2 separate regions of the Columba livia genome follow, and region 1 is linked to region 2. Evidence: chromatin contacts called from public Hi-C data. All regions are on one chromosome and are shown on one strand. The core of a region is the stretch at or near the end of the contact, and the rest is flanking DNA. Distances in the headings are between cores, read along the strand shown.

Region 1 (3,757 bases), core at 573-3,072, 45 kb after region 2:
GGGGATTCTTGCTGATTTGCAGGGTTGAACTTCGATTAAGCTTTATTTGTATTGGTTTTCCTTTCTGTTCTTGAGTAGGGGATGCACACCCACTGTTATTTAGGATGGACGTAAAGACTGAGGTGAACTTGTTGCCTTGTTGTTGAGAATATTTTCCTTTCTCTCTTCTAGGGGCAGATGATGTGACTTTTGATCTCACAAGAGTATATGAGCGCTTAGCAATCACAGCCCAGAACAGGCGAGTAATGGTTTCCAGCCGCCCAGGTAATTATGAACCATCGCCCAACAGATTCTGCATCAGTCAAGTGATGTGTTCGCAGAGCTTCTCCACTGGGTGCCACTACTGGGAAGTCATTACCAAGGACAGTGATGGATGGGCTGTTGGAGTTGCCCATGAAATGATTGGTAGAAAGGACAAATTAGGAAGAACAGAGCATTCCTGGTGTGTAGAATGGCTAGGTCCCAAAAAGCAGCTGTCAGCATGGCATAGGAATCAAGAAACATTATTACAGAAGGATAAACCATTGAAGGTTGGAGTTTTCCTGGAGCTACAAAAGAAGACCATGTCATTTTACTCCATCACTGACAAAGAAATGCTTTTGCATACTTTTGAAATCAATACCTCGAATCCTCTTTACCCTGCTTTCTGGCTATATAGTCTAGAAAGAAATGGATCTTTAACTATATGTCACACAAACAGGAGGTAAAGCCTGTTCGGAAAAGTTCAGAAGCCTGTTCAGAAAATTTTTCCTACATTGATAAAAGAAATTACAGGAGAAGAGATGATGCCATTACATTCTGTCAAGTGAGCTTTCTTTAGAAAGATCTGATTGAGTAAGCAATACTCAGAGGACAATGAAGTTACTGATCTCATGTGTGAAAGACTTACTCTTTATGTACTAAACTACAGGGATACACTTTGTATTTGAGGACGTGGCACTTCAGAGAGGTCTCCCAGAACATTGTCTCACTGGCACCGTATCTTGTTTTAGTCTTGCCCAGGCCAAAAGATTGTCAGTCCTGGTGGTGGTGTGACCACTGGAATGGTTTTGGAAGTGGATGTTTTCAAATGTTTGTACCAGCTAATAAATCATGAGGTCACTTTATTGTTTAAAGAGCCTGTAAAAAGGACTGCGTCATGGCAAGGACTGTGTTTTCTTGCCAAGGAACCTGAGGAAATGAGGTTCTGTAAGTTTCCTCGCCAGCGAACAGGCAGTGCTTCTGGCTGTTTGTCCGTCTTTCTGGCTGCAGGGAGGTCCCTGTTGCCTGCGTGGGGTGAAGGGGACAGAGCTGAGATCCAGCAAAACCCACAGCTGAATTTCTGAGAGGACCTTCATGCAGGCAAACTGGAAACAGCTCCCGAAAAGCAAAAGCTTTTTTCAGGCAGTGACGCTCCAGAATGAAATAGTAAGTTTAATGTGAATAAAGCATGTAGGATTTGACTAGCTTATTTAGACAAATGGAGCTCCATGGGGTTTGAAGTCATTGACCGAAGTGCCGGTAATCTTCAAGGTTACTCTTCTCGGCTGTCACTGAACGCTACGGACACACAATTTGAAAGGGAGGGTTCCTGTGCGTGGGACGCGCTCACCTGGCAGGCGACCCCCTGCAGCCAGCACCGCTTCATTACGGTACATCAAAATAACGGCTCCTTAATGGCAGAAACCTCCGTCACCGTCCCAGGGAAGCCCCGGGCAGCCCTGCCCTCAGAGGGGACACCCCGGTACTGCTGTCCCTCCTGACCACGCAGATCTCAGGGGGACGCGCAGCCCGGAGCGCCCCGCGCAGCCGCACGCAGGCGCGCTGAGTGTGTCCCTCGGCAGCCGCCGTAGCGCCCGCTCCGCGGCGGGGAGGAGGCGGCGCGGGGGCACCCCAGGCCGCAGCGGCTCCGCTTCCCCCCCCGAGCCCCATGTGAGGCCGCCCCGCGCCGGGGCCAGGGAGCGGGGCCATGAAGAAGGACGTGAGGATCCTGCTGGTGGGAGAACGTGAGTGCGGGAGGGGCCGGGCCGGCCCCGGGGCACGGCGGGGGCCGCGGCTGCGGGGCAGGGCGGGGGCTGAGGGAGCGCTGCGCCGCCATGCCGCCGGCTGTCAGAGCGCCCGGGGCTGCGGGCCGGGCTCGCCCATCCCTGCCCGGGCTCCTTCGCCTTGGGGCCGTGAGCCCGGCCCTGCAGGGCTCGGGCGCTCCGTGGCCGCCCCGGGCTGGGCTCCCGCGGCGGGGCCGGGAGCCGACGCTCCTCGCGTCCCTTTGCTGGATCCCCAAGTCACGAAGTCGGCTTGCGGAGTTGGCGTGTTCCTTGGGCGTCCCTGGACGTGAAACTGGGCTGAAACTCTTGCCCTGTGTTTGGCCGTGTCCTGTTTAAACTTTAGTTGTGGAAACCAACCTGAAATCTTTCTCACCGGGTGTGGAAGTCAGTGGCCAGATGTGCTCCAAGCCCTTATCAGTCAAGTGTTGTGGACTTGTGGCCAGGACAGGGCCACGGAGCCAGATCCCATTAGCTTACTGTGTGACCTTGAATAAACAGCTCGTATTTATATGCACGCTAAAGATACAGGGTGTTTGTGCTTTTGCATATGGACCTAAAATTATATCCTTAAGTTCACACTTAGGTACCCAAATTAGTGGCTGGGCTTTCAAAGATAGAGCTGCTTGCTGATGTAAATAGCAGCAAGGACGTTCTGGTTTGTTAGCTTGTAAAGTGCGCCTAAGTTCTTCACAAGAGAAAGAATGCAGAGTAATTACCAAGTGTTATTAGTAAAATTACTTAATTATACTAAGAGTGTAGTACTCCTAAGTACAGTTTATGCAGTTGTTTTATAGTGTGGGTTGGCTCTGTCTGTACTGCCTAGAAAGATCCTCCGTCACTTCTTCAGAGAGGAATCCTCAGGGAGCTGGTTTTATGCAGAAAGAGTTAAGTTGTTAAGCTTGTATTTGGCTAGTTTTACAAGACTTGGTTTATGTAGAAATGTATTAGTGTATTTGAATACACAGTTGAATTCCTCTTCAGAATATACGTCCAATGTGCCTTGATTCTCTGGCAATGGTGTGTTCTGAACTGGCTCTGTACGGTGGTTTCAGTGCAGGTGTAACAGGAGCTTTGGTTTGGCAACTAAGTTCACTATGTGTCCACCTGAAAGTGTCGAAGATGTATGTCTCTTAAGTATAGCAACATATAGTACGTGGTACACCTCAGAGATTGTGAGCCTCTCTATGTCATATTTTTATTGGAATTGTAATGAACAGTGGGGAGAAATTTGTTTTACAAATCAGTAAAACTTGGCAGTTACACTGTTAGTGCTGTTCGGTAAACATGTTTTTATATATATTTATTAGTCTGAAACCAAAAGTTAGTCTAGACTATATAATACTTGATAGACGATAACAGACCGTCAGGATCAGGCTCTGAAGTACTGGATAGACCTTTTGTTGTAAGGCTGTTCCAAAACACAGCCTTTGCCATCCCCAGTGGTCTACATTTTAGGCTTAAGGTTGTTTTAGTCCTGGTATCCAGGGTGCAAACATCAGTTTTAACAGTCAACAATCTTCAGAATATGTTCAGCATGTTATTTCATGCAGCGTGATTTAAAAGACTCCTGTATACAGGAGGAAAAAAGATGAGTGAATTATTACAGAGTGCTGTACTGTTTTCTTCGTCCTAGGCAGTCAATATTGTTTAGGCTGTTATTTCAAAGACTGTAAACAGAATTGGAAAAGCAAGTGGTTGACCTAGATTTGAGCAAAATAAACCAAATCTTGACA
Region 2 (4,311 bases), core at 1,669-4,168:
AAATTCCAACCTCTGTCACACACAAGTTCTTTGCATCCATGTCAATCTACTCACTTTTTTCCTTGTAAATGGAATACAGATCAACCACCGTTCTCCCCTCTACTACAGCTCCTTGGGGAAAAAAATGCAGGATGGTTAATCTTTTTGTACTGAAAATGTGAGTACGGGGGATATTAATCCAACGTAAATGAAGCTTTTTATGCCAGCATAGAGGGCTAATGTAGCATGTTGACACTGAAGGAAAAAGGGCAGAATGATTGTCTAGATTTTATAAAAATATTGCTATTCTAACATGCTAAAATATATTTCATTTTAATTGAGGTAAGAAGGTCCCTTTTAAGGCCCTCAGTGAGCATTACTTTAAAGTATTCTTTAAATCCAGTAGTATTGCAATCTCTTGACCAGGAACAGGCTCTCTTTGATAAGCTCATTCCAAATCTCAGTTACTCCTTAGGGGAAATATTGGGAACTTTATGTAACTTCCGAATTCAAAGTGAATTAATTCAGCATCGTTTCTTATCCCCTCCTCATCCATGGAGACCTAAACCGTCATCTCCCCTGCGCTGGCAACGCAAAGAAGGTTCTCTGAGGAATCCCGGCTGCCATCTGCGTATCGTGCCCACGTACTAAATCGCTGAGACCTCCCCTGACATCGGCTGCACCGTAAATTGCAATTAGAGCAGACAATCGGAGCAGATGAGAACTGTCCTGCTCTGGGCGTTGCTCTAGTCTGCGGCAAGCGTCTGCATTACCTTGATGTCGGCATCGCCACGCAGCTACTCTAGAAAATAGATTCCAAGTGACAACACAGAAAACAGTTCAAGAAACACCTGGAAATAAGGCACTTGGGTAAATGAGACAGTAACCGAGCGGCTACGTGTTCAAACAGACGTTACGGCTCAGACGTCCCCACTTGGGAGGAACGACCAGGGCCACTGCATGCGGAACCCACGATCCGGTCACCCTGGGAGGGCAGCGCGAGCGCCGGGAAGCGGAGCAGGACGTCACCGTGCTCAATACTTTGTTCTTTCACGAGTGGTATAAATATGACTTTGGTCCATTACCACCCCTCCACCGCCTAAAACACTCACAGGCTTATTTCACAGAACAGCAGCATTAAGCAACGTTAATTCTACACAACACGCGTACCCTGAGACTAGAGTACAATGAAATACTGACAAAAATCAAGTCTGGAGGAAAAAAGGAAAAGGGCTTATGGACTGTTTAAATTAATTGGCCCACGCAAATGCCTGTTTCTAACTTTTTCCAGAGTAACAAATTCAATGTTTCACCATTATTTTTTGAAATGAATCCAGTAGGAAGTACAATATAGTGGAGTTCAAGTAGTATAAAGACAGGTTTCTGTTAACAGACGGCTGATATCAAATAGCTGGAAATACAGGTTTTAACATTACACTTTACAGGAAGAACAACAATCCCTTCACTCGCTGCTAAAACACCAAAACTTTCCAGCCTGGGTATGAAAAGGAACATCCAAAATACAAAGAGACGCAGCACTGATCAAGTACCCAGTCGAAGACGACCTCTCTGTTGTTGGAGCTGATGGTGACTCTAAGCTTGGAGGTCCCCCCCTCGTTGCTGGAAGGCCCCAGGGGCACAACTTCCATGTCAAACGTCACAGTCGATCCAGAAGTAACGGCCGGCAGCTGGTTTGTCATCTCTTTTCCATTTACAAATACAGCCCCTGAAACATTCGAGATATCAACCGTTATGTCTCACTTTCCATACATACTAACATGCAATACTATGGCTCCCTATTTTTTTGCGGGCAAACAGAACTGGAAAGCCACCCTGCCACGTTCCTTTCTGCCACATCCACCAGGCTGCAATAACTGCAGGCAGGAAAAGGAGACCTGTGATCGCACCAAAGATTTTAACTACACAACCAGCGTGTCCATAGAAGGTGGATGAAGTTGCTCAGGTGTGACCCAAAGGTAGAGAGAACCGGAGGCTGTGGGTTTGGGGAAAGAAAAAACAAACCAAAAGGCTCGCATTCTTCAATCGCGTGACTCCGACTCACCGTTTGTGCTGATGCACACGGCTTTATCCCGCTGCAGCGAATCGTAGCCGTTCTGCTGCTCCACACACACTCCCAGGCTGTCTCGTCTGTCCGGCTGTCCCACCGTTTCAATTCTACCAAGCAAAAAGTGAAGTCAAAGCCTGAAGCTTTAAATCAAAACATGGGGTGAAAGGCAGGCGGCACCACCCTCTGACCGCGCTCCACGGCTTCCCAAGCCCCCCGAGCCGCTGGGAGATGAGACCCCACGTCACCAGCTCCACCGAGCGACGCTCCAACTACCCATCCGCACAAAACATCCATCTGCTTCCTGCAAACTTTCATTGCTATTTAATAGAATTCCCCCGTCACAACTTAAAGAGTCTTTTCATCTATTGCCAACATCACGTATTATGGCGAGACAGCTGTATTTTCAGCAAGCATTTCATATGCGGGATTAAAACGGGGGGTTTTGAGCCCTGCTGTATTCTGCTGTAAAGGGACAGAAGCCTGATGTTTTTTGGTGGTGGTGGGTTGTTTGGTTTGAGGAACATGTGGGATTTTTGTATATTTTGGTTTATTTTTTAACAAACCAGCTTGGTGCAAATGGATATTAAAAGCAGTAACGCCTCGAAGGGCATTTAAAGTTTGGTTTCTCCCTTGCTGCATTCGGGATTTTGGTCCTGGGAAAGAATTGCCAAAGAAAATGCAAACAGGTTGTGCAAATGACCTGGTTTGCAGTTCCCTTGTGCCCCGGCCCCCGAGCGAGGCTGCACAGCCCGCACCCCGGAGGGCTCTGCTGTGTTTGGGTCCTTTCTCTGGCGCTGCCAACTCCCAAAGGTGCTAAATCGCACTTCAGAGAGAGCCCGAGTGACGTGGGAAACACAGACTGCCTTTTCTAGAAAGTTAAACTGGTTATTTTCATTACGGCTTCAGGGAAAGAACAGCACTGATAGGTGGTTGTTGCCAAACAGAAAAAACTCCAGCAGAAGCTTTTAAGAGCTGGAAATGAAGCGGCGATGGAGTGGCACACAAGGGGTTAACTCTTTCAAGACGAACAGGGAAGCTAAAATTGGAACCATGTTTTCCTTTTGCACTCCGTTAGGTTTCTCAGTCCCTCGGGAATGTCATTTAGACAGCAAGAGCCTCGCACTGCAAAGCAAAACTAAAACAAATAAATATCCAAGAAGCTTTTCACTTGGGAGCGATCCACGGTGCTTCCCAAAACAACTTCACATGAGATTTCACGTTCATTTTGGTACTCTAGATTTTAAACTCTGCCTGAGTTACTGGTGAAGGTTTGTAAACAGGTATTTATCTGTAAACTTCATGCATGAGGGAACCTTAATTCATTCCATCCCTACCTAAGGGAGCCTTTCCTGAGTTCTGCCTTGGAAAAAAGTGTTTGTACAGTTACAAGAAGGACAAAAAAAATGCATAATTATAAACCCATTAAAAAGTAGCAATTCTATCATGTCAACCTGTATCCACACTTGCTCATTTCCGCGCAGGCCCCTTTTTGCAGCACAGCGATAATGTCACCTGCGCCAGGAGCTGCAGGAAGACAAGGCAGCGGCCGAGGGGTGCGTTCCTCCTGCCGCGTGCACCGGAACACGACCAGATCTGCTGGAGATCACCGCTCCTCTCCCCACCAGGTCTGGATTTTTCAGCAGTTAACAACCAGCCCAAGACAAAGAGCCCAAAACAGTTCAGAGCATCACTGCACTATCACCTAAGCTTCGCTTTGCTACACTGAATTTTCCTATCACATTAATAAAGTTATTTCTCCGGCCTCTGTGATCCCTGCAATTCAAATTTTTAAAAGCACACAGACTACATGGTAGGAACAATGCTCAGCAGGACGCTGTTCGAGTCCCTCCCCAGCACTTCCAATGCTGCAGAGCAAACCTTCGCCTGTCACTGCCGCGTACACCGAACCAGCTCAACCACCACCAGCTGCCGACTGTCTCAGAGCAGAAAAGTAAATCTGTGAGCGATCACAAGCGCTTCCCTCGCATCAGCTGCCAGCGGAGTCGTGGTGGGTTCCGGACATGGTCAGCTTGATCTCCACATGGTGTCTGCAGCGTGACCCCAAATCCCCGGCCTGGCCAGGGTGACCGGGGTCCCCACCGCAAGAAAACGCTGTAGAGCAGCTGCAGAGCCCGTCGCTGCAGAGAAACCTTCCCTTTCCTAAGGACGGGTCCCTGAGGGCTGCAAAGAAACATCCCGACTTGCAGCAATGATGTTTTCCTACAGCTGGTCCAACGCCTCCCGCAGGGGATGACTGAGGTGGG

Evidence for each region. A called contact is a pair of places that touch in the nucleus more often than the background predicts.
Region 1: a contact with region 2 is called in a Hi-C map of liver, with 1.7 times the contacts expected there. The contact joins the promoter of RHOT1 here to the enhancer-like site in region 2. A contact is called at or near these places in 2 of 2 Hi-C or Micro-C datasets (crop and liver).

Annotation. Positions count from the first base shown.
Region 1 is chr18:10,298,226-10,301,982 of bColLiv1.pat.W.v2, forward strand. It overlaps RHOT1 (ras homolog family member T1), which reads left to right and starts at 1,823. Exons shown (of 19, transcript XM_065034930.1): 1 at 1,823-1,985. The coding sequence starts at 1,949. It overlaps RNF135 (ring finger protein 135), which reads left to right. Exons shown (of 6, transcript XM_021288654.2): 6 at 172-1,106. The coding sequence ends at 707.
Region 2 is chr18:10,252,488-10,256,798 of bColLiv1.pat.W.v2, forward strand. CRLF3 (cytokine receptor like factor 3) reads right to left here. Exons shown (of 8, transcript XM_065034931.1): 7 at 2,042-2,154; 8 at 1-1,705. The coding sequence ends at 1,452. Among named protein-coding and RNA genes, the nearest start is that of CRLF3, 12 kb to the right of the region's middle. Within about 2 kb of position 2,919, at least 2 of the 3 cell types and tissues checked have an H3K27ac peak away from gene starts, as active enhancers do.